3 separate regions of the Muntiacus reevesi genome follow, and all the other regions are linked to region 1. A link is a contact called in public Hi-C data. All regions are on one chromosome and are shown on one strand. Each heading gives the region's core, a stretch centred on a gene start, on an enhancer-like site or on the middle of the called end of the contact. The rest is flanking DNA. Distances are from core to core; before and after follow the strand shown. Region 1 holds the start of DDX10 (DEAD-box helicase 10). Region 2 holds the start of ACAT1 (acetyl-CoA acetyltransferase 1). Region 3 holds the start of CUL5 (cullin 5).

Region 1 (4,267 bases), core at 53-2,552:
CCTTTTTCTTACATTCTTGCCAACATTTGTTATTTGTTAAACCTCAGATTTGTTTAAAAAAAGGAGGGGGGAAATCCTCTGATTCTGCAGTCAAAATAAGATCCCCAAAGTACATATTTTATAACAATAATTTAGCAATTAGATGATTATGTAACAGTATATGTTTCCTTGTTCTCATAAAATGTCATTAGGCAAAAACAGTCAATGTTGAAATTTAGCAGTTATTTGGGGTATATATTCTCTCAAACTTTTACACATTTGAGATAGAATACAAAGCTCTTAAGCTTTTTATTGCAATGAAGACCCAACACAGCCAAATAAATACATATTAAAGAATAAAAACAAAAAGCAGCACAGATGGAAGTTTTGGAAACTTTTTTAAAAATAGAAACTTCCTAAAACAGTGAAAACTTACTAGATTCTGTTTATTGTATCTTGAAGGAATTTGTTCTTATTAAAAACTATCAATGAATGAAAAAAATGCAAACGGGTGCAAAGATTGGTATTTATCACGTTTCAAGAAATGATAAAGAGAATGAAAATGTATGTCAGCAAAATGTTAAACATTCAAAATTGAAGTTGGATTTCAAAGGCATACATGCAACTATTAGTGCTATGGAATAAAGACAATGTGCGTGCTCGCTCGTTCAGTCGTGTCGGACTCTGCGACCCCAGGGACTGTAGCCCGCCAAGCTCCTCTGCCTATGGGATTTTTCAGGCAAGAATTCTGGAGTGGGCTGCCTTTTCTACTCCAGGGGACCTTTCCGACCCAGGGAATGAACTTGCATCTCCTAGGTTTATTCTTTACCACTGAGCCATCTGGGAATCCCCATTGACTCTGTACTTAGAGGGTAAAATATTTAAAAACAACAATAATTAACACAACAGCAAATCATTCCACTCCTTGGGCTGAAACGTGCAAAACGAGGATCACAATTCTAATTCACCGATTTTGTGTGTGTGTATACTGGGGGTTGGGCGGTGCGTGTCAGCCTGCGGTTTGCCAAGGAAAAGACAGGGCAAAGTAACAGGCTTTTAAATGTTAAGTTATATGACGTCACCATAGTAACAGCAAGCTGGGCTCGTGCGCCTATTTAAAGCGACGGCGTGCTTTAGGAGCCACTCAGCCCCGCCCTCTTCCTCAGATTGCCCCGCCTCCACTTCCACCCGAGACTGATTCGCTCCGCCCCGCGAATTCCAAGTCGCCAATCACCATCCAGTTTTCCCTGGTCGTGGACCGCGCGTGCCCCGGTTTTAAAAGCCCGGGGGCGGGCTCCTGGTTTCGCGCCTGCGTAGTCGTCCTCTCTCCCCACGCTGGTTCCGCGTCCTCTCAGTGCGTTATCTCCGCGCTTGGCCAGAGGGGTCTCGAGTCTCACCGAGGTGTGGGTTGTCGCCACCGCCGCCGCGATGGGAAAAACAGCGGACCCTCGGGCTACGGGAGCCCGGCCCGACCCGGTGCGGAGCTTCAATCGTTGGAAGAAGAAACACAGCCACAAGCAGAGCCAAAAGAAGCAGATGAGGAAACAGCAGAAGAAACCCGAGTGGCAGGTCGAGCGCGAGGTTATCAGCCGCCTCATGGAGAATTACGAGAAGGTAAGGCCGGCGCCGGGGAGGGGGCGCGGGGCCGCGTGTCCCTGCCGCACTGGGCCGCACGGGCGAGCGGGCCGACCGGGCACTGGGACCTTGCCTGGGGAGCAGGAGAAGGGGGTGGGATGAGAGGTGCCCCCGGGGACCCTGTTGAGGCCACAGGTGGTCTTCTGGGTGCCAAGCCCAGGCCTCCTGACCGACCAGGCCGCCCTCTGGCTCACTACAGCGGTTTTATGAAATGGGGAAAATGTAGTAGTGCTTAAACATAGGGAGATTAATTGCTGTAATAGTAATCAGTTCAGTTCAGTCACTCAGTCGTGTCCGACTCTTTGCGACCCCAGGGACTACTGCAGCACGCTAGGCCTCCCTGTCCATCACCAACTCCCAGAGTTTATTCAAACTCATGGCCGTTGAGTCGGTGATGCCATCCAACCATCTCATGCTCTGTCGTCCCCTTCTCTTCCTGCCTTCAGTCTTTCCCAGCATCAGGGTCTTTTCAGATGAGTCAGTTCTTCGCATCAGGTGGCCAAAGTATTGGAGTTTCAGCTTCAACATCAGTCCTTCCAATGAATATTCAGGATTGATTTCCTTTAGGATGGACTGGTTGGGTCTCCTCGCAGTCCAAGGGACTCTGAAGAATCTTCTCCAACCCCACAGTTCAAAAGCATCAATTCTTCGTGCTCAACTTTCTTTATAGTCCAACTCTCACATCCATACATGACTACTGGAAAAACCATAGCTTTGACTGGACGGACCTTTGTTGGTAAAGTAATGTCTCTGCTTTTTAACATACTGTCTAGGGTGGTCATGACTTTCCTTCCAAGGAGTAAGCGTCTTTTAATTTCATGACTGCAGTCACCATCTGCAGTGGTTTTGCAATGTTCATAAAAATAATACAACCTAATGGTATATAATGACACATTGTAAGCCACTCACCATGTGGTTTACATTAATTATTTGACTTGATCTGAGGTATTGGGTCTTATTTCCCTTTTACAGATGAGAACCTTGAGGATCCAGGAGAATAAGAAACTTGTCTTTAGCTCTCACATGTAGTAAGTGGTGTGGCATTGGAACCCAGACTCATGTTTCTCTGATTCCAAAGCCTTTGCTTTTAACCATTATGCTAGAATTGTGTCTCTGAATGTCGCCCATCCTTCCTACACTTATTTCATTTTCTCAACTGAAGGACAACAACTTGTTTCATGTCCCCATCCGAGAATTGCCGTAGAAAAGCTGGATTCCTGGTCTGTTTCTGATACTTCACCATCCTCCAATGTAGTTGATGTTCCCAGATGAGCATCCCTGTAGTTATCATTTTGACTTCTTGACTTCTCTTACCTGCTCAGGCTCCTTGGGGCTGCCACTACCCTTTCTTTTCCTTCCCCATAAATTCTATGTCTGTTGACCTTCACCCACCTCACTCAGCCTTTCAGTGATTGCTTCTTTTTAGTGCAGTGTAATCAGGGATTTAAAATATGGGACATATCTGGAATTAAAGTCATCATGTGTCATACTGGTATAGCTTTTCTTTAAATAACCCTTAGATCAAAAGTAAGGTTAGATAAAGCTTAGAGTTTGTTTTGGGCTTGTGTATATATATATATATATATATATATATATATATATATACACACACACATATATATACATATATATATTTTTGGGTGTGTGATTGGGGGTTTTAAGTTATCATGGTGATTTGGTTCTGGCTTTTGCTCACCTGTGGGGTTGCAGAGTCGGACACTACTGAACATGCATGTGCAACTCACCTTGGCTCACCTCATGAGTGACTTTGGGCAAGTTACTCTGCTTCTCTTTTCTTGTCTTTAAAAGGAATAATAGTATCTACCTTTGTTAGTTATGGGTATTCTTGTTATTCAGTCTCTAAGTCGTGTCTGACTCTTTGTGATCCTGTGGACTGTAGCCCACCAGGCTTCTTTGTCTATGGGATTCTCTAGGCAAGAATACTGGAGTGGGTTGCCATGCACTCCTCCAGGGGATCTTTCCAGGTCAAACCCAGGTCTCCCACATTGCAGGCAGATTCTTTACCATCTGAGCCACCTTGGAAGCTCACTATCATTTGGAGTTTCCTCAAATTCATGTCCATTGAGTTGGTAATGCTATCTAACCATCGTCGTCTGCCTCTCGCTTCTCCTTTACCTTCAATTTTCCCAACATCAGGGGCTTTTTCAATGAGTCAGCTCTTCACATCAGGTGGCCAAAGTATTGGAGCTTCAGCATCAGTCCTTCCAGTGAATATTTAGGGTTGACTGCCGTTAGGGCTGACTGGTTTGATCTCCTTGCTGTCCAGGGGACTCTCAAGAGTCTTCTCCAGCACCACAATTCGAAAGCATCAATTCTTTGGTGCTCAACCTTCTTTATGGTCCAACTTTCACATCCGTACATGATACTGGAAAAACTATAGCTTTGACTAGACGGACCGTTGTTGGCAAAGTGGTGTCTCTGCTTTTTAATGTACTGTCTAGGTTGGTCATAGCTTTCCTTCCAAGGAGCAAGTGTCTTTTAAATTCATGATTACAGTCACCGTCCATAGTGATTTTGGAGCCCAAGAAAATAAAATCTGTCACTGTTTTCACTTTGTCTCCTCCTTCATGTGTGCCATGAAGTGATGGTGCTGAATGCCATGATCTTAGTTTTTTGAATGTTGAGTTTTAAG
Region 2 (4,631 bases), core at 1,602-4,101, 560 kb before region 1:
TTTTGATTAAATAAATAAAGATCAGCATTAGTTTTTTATTTACCTAGGTTCTAAGTGTAAAGCACTCAAATGCTTACACTTGTGTTGCAGTGATTTTCCCTATTTTCTTACAAAAAATTTGACTTTTCAAAATCCTAGACTCTTAAATGAAATTGTTAACTACATTTTGGCCTTCTGCTCATATTTGTGTTGAATCTGCTCATATTTTGACGTTTGAAGGAGTTATCTACTGTAGATCAGGAGCATATTTGCTATTTTTCTCTCCCCACTGCCCCTAAGTCTCTTTGAACTGCTCTAGAAGTCATCCAGTCCAACATAGAGGCAATATTTCCTGATGGTGCTTTTGATAACAGAATTGCCAAGTCAAAGTTGACCCTCTGTGCTTCTAAGGGAATTCTCCTAAGGCACAGCTAATGTAGAGATTAAGTCTAGTCCTGGCAACCAGACAGTTTGGGTTCAGATTGTAGCTCTGTTACTAATTACTTGCTCTGTGACCTTGGACAATTTATATAACTTATCTGTTTCTTTATAGAAATGTGAGCAATAAAACTCCCTAATTAATGGAATTTTTGTGAGGATTAAGTGAATTACCTGGTGAAAGAAATGCCCCATACTTAGAAATAATAAGGAGCTATTATTATAACTAGTCATTTTTTACTATTTTTCCATGTCTACTTATCAGCCTTGGCCTTTGTTTATTAGGCCAGACTAGCTGTTTAATTTTCTGAGTTCTTTAAAAATTCAACTTTTTCAGATAAAGATCAGATAGATATATCTCGTGCATTTCACACACACACACAAACACAATTAAAGAACTGGTACACATTGTAATGATTTCAACAGGTATTAAAGCAATAGCTATGAAAATGTTTGTGCTTGGCCTAGAGTAGTGTCAGCAAGAGAGGAGACTTGAGTGTAACATTCAAAGGAAGGAAGCAGGATTTGATGGCCTATTGATACACAGAGGCATCACACCTCACTCTAAGGGACCAACCTTGGGTGATTGGGGAAGTTAGGAGTGCTGTATTTATCTATTACTATGTAAAAATGACCCCAAAATGTACTGGCTTAAAACAATAGCCATTTATTTTCTATCTTTGTTCCCGTGGATCATGAGTTCAGACAGGGCACAGGAAGGGATGGCTGGTCTCTTCTCCATGATGTCTAGGGTCTCAGCTGGGAGGCTTGGAGTCTGAGAACTGGAATCATTAGACAAACTTCTTTATCCATATTTCTGTCTAGACCTAGCCTGGAAGGAGAGAACACAGACCCCACCTCTACTTGGAGGAGTGAGCATAAGTCACATTGAAAGCAGAACTTGTAGGGTGAGCTAATTGTATGATTAAGCTACCCAAGATGGCTGCTGTCTTGCTGGCTGTACATCCCCTTCACAATCAGACCCTGCTTCAGCTACATCCTACTCACCTGACTGATCTTGCCTCTTAATCATAGAACCTGATCAGTAAAGGCCTACAGAGTTGCCCCCACCCCAGCTACTGACTGTTGTGATCTTAAAATCAGAACAACTTCACAAAGATGGTTTATCAAAGGGGCAGTGAGGGTTGTGCTCCTCTGCTGGTTTCCCTGGTAACCAATGAGCCATCCTGATATCAATTTCCTCTGTAACAATTCCCTCTTCTGACAGGGAAGACTCATGCCACGGCCAGCCTGCCATCTGCCACCCATTAGAGTATGTCTCTGTAGAACCCTCTTGCTTCTGGTGTAAGATCCCCTATCCAATAAACCATTGATGTCTCTTGCTAACTCTGTGTTCCTTGCATCTTGAGGCTGAGCAATCAAAAGGCTTGCAGCCCTGCCCGGTGCAGGTCAACCTTATCTTTAAATGTGACCAACTTTGAAAACTACAATCTCCCACTTGTTACAAAACATAGTTAAGGGTGGGGATTTTACTTTAGGAAAAATATGGGTTTGCCTTGGGGTAAGTAAAGTCCTCTTGTCACTCCTGTCTTCTGTGTAAAATAAATAATAGAGAATTCATTGGTCTGCCAATGGTTAGGACTCTGCACTTTCACTACGAAAGGTCTGACTGGCTTCAATTCCTGGTTGGTGAACAAAGATCCCACAAGAGGCACAGACCACACAGACCCCCGCCCCGAAAAAACCCCAGACAACAACAACAACAACAAAACAAAAGAAATAGAAAAAAAATTTAATAAAGAAAAATAATGTTACAAAGTTTTGCTTTCTCCAGCTGAAGATCCAAAATTAAGCAATGGGTTCCCCAAATGTCAGAATAATCATAGTTAACACTATTATCATTCTCCGGAAATATGTATAAGAAAGCAACATCACGTAATGATTCCAGTCCAGACGCCAGTTCTACCACTTTCCACGCAATCATGGACAAAAAAAATTAACTTCTTTGTATCTCAGCTATCCCATTAGTTAAAGAGTAGATAATAACATGTAGTTTATGGAGTTTTCATGAAGGTTAATATAATCTTGCTAATTGTTCAAAGTTAGTCATTCATGTTTTCTATTCCTCTTCGTCCTCCTACTAAGAAGCAATTGAAAAATTATAAGTGAAAAGCTAAACTGGATTGCTTAAAAATATTTTCATAAATTTCCTTTGAGCTTTGCGTGTATAAGTGAGAAAACCAGGCCCAGGTTACACATCAACCACTGGCCTCAGATAGTCAGAGTGGCGGGGAAGCGAGCCAGCGCCACTTCACGAGGCTTCTGCACTAGCTTCTCCGGCCGAGGGCCGCTTGGCGGCTCCGGCGCCAGGCCCCGCCCGACCCCTCCTCCGCTGCCGGCCAATGGCCGCCGGCCGTCGCGGTCCGAGGCTGCTATTGGAAGAGGCGGCGCGGTGGGAGGAGCTGAGTCGGGGCCCCGCCGCGCCGCGCCGCGCCGCGCCGCGCCGCCCCGCACTTCTAAGCCAGAGAGAGAAGTCGGAGATCATGCCTGTGTTAGCGGCCCTTCTGCGGCGCGGCGCGCGCGGGCGCGGCCCCCTGCTTCAGAGGCGGGTACAGGTGAGAGGGTTTGGGACTCGCCTCGCGAGGCCTTGGCCGCGGCCGCGCGGCCGGAAGGAGCCCTCAGTGCGGGCCTTGGGAAGACCCCCGCCCCGCGCCCAGACACGCAGGCTCCTACGCAGCGTTTCCGGTCGCCGCGGCCCTGTCGGCGTATAGCCGCCGCTTTCTAGTGTCAAAGCGGGCAGGTGTTTTGACGCGCAGAAAGGCCCGGGGCCTGGTTTCGACCTTGCCCCACGGGTAGGGAAGTCCTGTAAAACTGCTTCCCAGCTTTTCTTCGAAACACATTTGTGAACGTTACAGTCAGGAGGTTTTAATTTCATGCCGTAGGTAATCATTTTGGGCTTACAGAGTGATGATAAATCGATGTGCCAACTCGGAGCAACTTCAGACCTATTAGGGAAAATAAGTGGCTCCTCGGTTTCTTGATGCGTGGCGCTTACGTACCAAGGGCATCCAGAGCCTTGTTTGTGTTGTGAACACAGGAGCGACAGCCTTGGAAGAATCTACTATTTTCCATCCATCAGAGCGAGCTAGCTTGCACAACAGCTTTAGGGTCTGGCAAAAGCCAAGGTCGAGAGTTTCAGGGTGTGGTGGTGAGGCGTGACTTTTCTAGTTTGGGTGGAGCAATAAAATTTGAAATCTAGTTCTATTGTTAAGAGTTTAAATTTGACTTAAGTCATTGAGGACCGTTTATATTTTTGTTATTGTCATAATTAGAGGTCTAGGACGGTTGAAGTCGGGGGGAAATATCTTGCATTATGCAAGAGATTGTGAAGGAATAAATGTAGAACTTGTCAAATGCAGAGTGAGGATGGAGAACCAAGGGAAAAGGAAAAGTCTAAAATTAATCCTGGGGGACTGAGATAATAAAAGTCAGGAGGAGTGGTTTTCCAGGAATCATGAGTTCTTCGTGTATTTTTTAGTTTGTGGTAAATCACAAAAATGTGACCAGGACATCCTGAATTTCAAACCAGAGTTTACTAGGTAATTAGGTGAAAACTAGATACTTAAGTTTGTAAAAAACAAAACATAACGAAGTGCAGAACCCTCTTAATTTAGTTTAATTAACAGCTCAAAATCAAACACAAATGTTGCTGATGAGAAAAATGAAGCTGTAGATTATATAGCGTGTGATTTGTGGTGTTCGTTTGTTACTTAAATTAAGTGGTCATTTACTGAAGCATGGAGATACAGTTTGTTTTAACAGGATTTTCAGTGTTCCGTGCCCCTTTGTGGAATGAAACGTAATCTCTAGCCTATTAAACTGGCTTTTTCTCGTTTGCCTTCAGAAACACACAGGTCTCCCTTAATCAGCAACAAACTTATGGCCTTAATCAGAGCTTTTTGCTTTTCAACTGGAGTTGCTTTTTTCATATGGTCAAAAGAGTAGTCCTTGTCACCCTTGTTTACATCCATTTCTCTTGAAACCTCTGCAGTTAGATTTCTATTCTACTCAACTGAAGGCTACCAGTCCTTTTCATTTCCTGTGTTTCTTCTTCTTGACCTTTCTTTATGCTGTGTTTGATGATGTTGATGGGGCTTCCCTGGTAGTTCAGTCCATAAAGAATCTGCCTGCAGTGCAGGAGATGTGTTGAATCCCTGGGTCAGGAAGATCCCCTGGAGAAGGAAATGGCAACC
Region 3 (4,353 bases), core at 1,266-3,765, 710 kb before region 1:
CATTATAGACAAACTGAAAGATTTTACATAGAGGACACTAGTTAATCCATCCCAGATTCTGCCATTAACATTTTTTACTATAATTGCTTTGTCAACTTTTCTATGCAACCATCAATCCATCTTATTTTTTGATACATTTCAAAGCAAATGGTAAACATAACTTCAGTTATTCCTAAATTCTTCAGCCTGAATATCATTAACTAAACTCAAATGCTGTTTCTGCTTTTTCTTTTGAATGAGATGCAAAAATTTTAATGGTACACTGACTGGGTTTTGACAAATTAACAGTGGTAAAAATCTGCCTGCCAAGCAGGAAACATGGGTTTGATTCCTGGGTTGGGAAGATCCCCTGGAGGAGAAAGTGGCAATCCACTCCAGTATTCTTGCCTGGGAAATCCCATGGACAGAGGAGCCTAATAGGCTACAGACCATGGGGTCACAAAGAGTCGAACATGGCTTACTGCTTAAACAACAACACAATAACAATACACCTGAGTAAACCAAATACCTACCACAATATAGAACATTATGCTAGGAAAGGGAAGGAGGCTTACTTTTAACTGTAATCCTTTTAGTACCTTCTGAATTTTATGTTATGTGATTGTGTTCTCTATATTTAAATAAATAAAATATTTAAATATTTTAATAATGATGGTTTACAGAAGCTAAATTGGGTGAGGAAGAAAGTGAAAAAGGAGGGAATGATAGAGAACAAGGAGGTAGCGGGGTCAATGGAATGAAGAACTCATTTCAGGTCAGACTGTAACAGTGGAGATGCCAGAGCAAGCAAGTTTGGAGAAAGGAATGTCTTGTTAGGCAGTGGGATATATGAAACTGAAAATTCAGAAGTAGTCACAAGATTCAGAGTGTGATCATAGGAATAGTACAGGATAGTAGTCCCTTCCAAACCACATGCTCGGAACAACACATTGTATTTTACCTTTGCGGTATTTATCACAACTCCATTTCAGCAACATTTGATTCATGTAACTATGCTTAATATCTAGCTCCCTTATTAGACTATAAGCTCCAAGAGGACAGAGGTCTTATCTGTCTCATTAATCCTAGATTTCCAGTGCTTAGTACATAACAAGACACTTGAACAGGCATTAGATACTTAACTACTTAATAATGAATTCTTTAAGAAGGGTCATTAATTTATGAACATATTCAACTGCTCTATTACAGTATGTTGCCTAACTTTTTAATGGTACATAGTTATAAATTAATCAACTTACACTTTGCAAATAAAGCAGTAGAGTTGAACTAGGGTTGAAGACAACCCAGGGTCACTGGGAAAGGGATCCATAATTATACAAAGTTTATTCTGGACCAGACTTTTCGTCTGACCCAGTTGTGACCCTGACCAGAAAGAAGTTTCCATTTTCTCACCTGTAGAACAAAGATGACCTCTGAGTCATCTCCATGTTGACAGGACATTACAGGCCTAGTGGCTCTGAATCCTTGTTCTACCATGTAGTCATTGTTTAATCATGCCTAGATCACTAATAAATCACTGTAAAATGTAGGCCATCTAGGTGGCATGATTGTGTCGATCTAACAAGATAATACAAAAGCTTTCTAAATTACTCTTCTCATTGGATTCACTAGAGTAGTCAGACCAATCACGTTTAAACGGGAGTCTGATCATACCACTCCTCTGTTCAAAAACCTGCAATGATTGCCCATCTCACTGAGAATAAGAGCCAGTCTTGGCTGTGGTGTACAAGGCCCAATAAGGCCTTCTATTCTTCTTACTCTCTCTCCGCTCTAAACACACTAACCTTCTAACTGTCCCTCTGAAACTCTGGGCAACGTGCCACCTGTGCTCCCCCCTATAGGGAATGCGCTCCTCCCAAATATGTCCTGGCATTCTCCCTCACCGCTTTCAAGTCTTTTCGCTCAAATGCCATCTTCTCAGTGAGACCTACTTGGATCCCTCTGTTTAAAACCGCAAACTGCATCCCTCTTCTCTGCTTTATTTTGCTCTATAGCTCTAACTTCTCACATATTATGTATGAATGAACAGTTCGGAAACGTGTAGAATACAATACTAGGTATATTGTAGGTTCTACATATAAATTATATTCCCTTTATTTGGCCAGTGGTTTGAGGTCTGAAGGGATAACGCTTAGGGGTCTTAGGGTATAGGATGTTCTGTTATACCTGATCAAGCTCTTACAGGTTATTTCAGTGCCAGGCCATCTTGAGTAGAAATATTAATAGTTAACACGTTCGTGCATGGATTCATTGATTCATGCAAACAAATATTTCTTGGGTCCCTTAATGCGCCAGGTCTTGAAGACAGTTATTACAAGCATTTCATTCCGGATAATGTCTTTTCCGTAACCTCCCCCCAGCACACGGCGGCGGAGGGAGGAAGACATATACTCCTGCCAGCAGAGGGCGTGCCCCCGCCCTCGCGGCGGGATCTCGGCCCACGAAGCTTTCAGGCTCCCACGCTCGCTCCCGAGCGCGGCCCCGCCCGCCGCGTCACGTGACGCGGCCGCCGAACCAGAGCGGCCGGTCCCAAACCGAGCTAAATTCGTTGCCAGTGGTCTCTGCGGGTGCCACCACAGAGGCTCATCTGAAGGAGTGGGGAGGCTCGTGGAGCCGATGCTTCCTCTTCCGATTTCAGGTCGGCTCCTGTTCCCTCTCACCTTTCGCCGCTGCCGTCTCCCTGAGTGTTTGCATGAGCTCTCTAGTAAGGAGAGGCCCCGGTGACCATGTAGGGAGGGAAGAGCGAGGAAGCTCCGGGAGTGAGGGACGAGGTCAGCGCTGTGTGCACGCCGGCGCCCACCACATCCACAGTGCCCGCCCGGGGGCCCCTCGGCCCAGGTGGGAAACTCGGGCCTGCAGTAGTGGCCTGGCACCGAGCGCCACGAAATCTCGCGCGGTCTCGCGAGAGTCTAAGTTGAAGGAACATGGCGACGTCTAATCTGTTAAAGGTAAGACCCTTAGTCCGGCTTGGATTTCTGCTCCGCGAGCGGTGGGTTCAGCTCTTGGGGAATGACTCGGTTCTGGTTTAGCGGCGAAATGGGGGTGTGTTCAGGGGTTGTCTACCGGAAGAGAAACCGGGGAGGCAGCCGCCGAGGAGCGGAACGCGGTTCTCCGGCCTTGGGGTCGAGAGGCCCTGGTTGTCCCTGCTGCCGGTTGCCCGGTGTATGAAAGGCCCGGGCGAGGGCTGACGGCGGACAGTGGTCTCAAAGGGCCAGCGCTGGCCCGGGACCCCAGAAGAAAGGTGGTGGCACGTCCTGACGGATCGGGCAGTTAGTGTCCTTAGGGTCTCAGATTCTTCTGAAGCGCGAGTCTTGAGACGCAGATAAGAAAATCCCAGAAAATGTTGCTAACAGGTTTTAGCGACCGGACCCCCACCTCCTCAGTTTCTCTTCTATCTGCGCGGAATTCCAAGTAAGACGGCAGCGCCTGCCGCCCCACTCCCTCCCTTAACTGCTTACTACACCTTCCCTTCTGTTCTTCCTTTCTTGAGTTCGTATTTTTACCCTTTTTTAACTTAGGAAACTGTTCCTCAATCAACCCCATTACAGCACACAACCAGATGACGACAGTGGAAGCACTGCTGTTGTTTTAGGGCTTAGGAAAGTTGCCTTATCAAAGAAAACCGTTAAAGTTAGTTTTATGTATTTGGGATAGCAAGGGGGATCTAGGCCCAGAGAGGCAGATTCTCTGCCATGAGTTACAAAGTTTAGAGGAGAAGGAGGAAGACCTGCACTAGTTTCCTCTATGGTATGTTTGTAGTAGGCAATACTTTATACCTTAAAAGTATTTCTGAAATGGGGGTAGTATATGAACTACTTCTCCCTCAAAAACCCTGTCAATTAAGCCTTCAGACAGTGTTGACAGAGAATAGAAAATATGTTAAAACTTAACTGTAACCTCTTGTCTTCTTTAGACTACTAATACTAACTGTATTAGTCCCTCTAATTTTACTAATTTTAGAGGTAGAATGTCGTCTTTTAGAGAAGGGAATGGCAACCCACTTCAGTGTTCTTGCCTGGAGAATTCCATGGATAGAGGACCCTGGTGGGCTACAGTCCACAGGGTCGCAAAGAGTGACACGACTGAGCAACTAACACACACATATTAACCGCCCCCCCCTCCCCCCGCAACCCCGCGTCTTCTTTTAAAAGAGGGAGGGACCCAGAACTAGACCGAATTTCTGCTACTTAGCTTTTCTGCTCCATGACTTTGGGCAAGTTTCTAAATCTCTCCGTTCCTGAGTTTCCTCATCAATATAATGAAATCATCAATAGCACTTATTTCATAGGAGCTTTGTGAAGATTGAGTTGGTATATATATAATCTTAAAACAGCGACTGGGTCTTAACTGGTA

The links. A called contact is a pair of places that touch in the nucleus more often than the background predicts.
Region 2: a contact with region 1 is called in a Hi-C map of muscle, with 4 times the contacts expected there. The contact joins the promoter of ACAT1 here to the promoter of DDX10 in region 1. A contact is called at or near these places in 2 of 3 Hi-C or Micro-C datasets (blood and muscle).
Region 3: a Hi-C map of blood shows a contact between it and region 1, with 7 times the contacts expected there. The contact joins the promoter of CUL5 here to the promoter of DDX10 in region 1. A contact is called at or near these places in 2 of 3 Hi-C or Micro-C datasets (blood and muscle).

Annotation. Positions count from the first base shown.
Region 1 is chr9:72,955,864-72,960,130 of mMunRee1.1, reverse strand. DDX10 (DEAD-box helicase 10) reads left to right here and starts at 1,302. Exons shown (of 18, transcript XM_065946144.1): 1 at 1,302-1,593. The coding sequence starts at 1,408.
Region 2 is chr9:73,521,528-73,526,158 of mMunRee1.1, reverse strand. ACAT1 (acetyl-CoA acetyltransferase 1) reads left to right here and starts at 2,851. Exons shown (of 12, transcript XM_065944270.1): 1 at 2,851-2,993. The coding sequence starts at 2,922.
Region 3 is chr9:73,666,582-73,670,934 of mMunRee1.1, reverse strand. It overlaps CUL5 (cullin 5), which reads left to right and starts at 2,515. Exons shown (of 19, transcript XM_065943898.1): 1 at 2,515-2,948. The coding sequence starts at 2,925.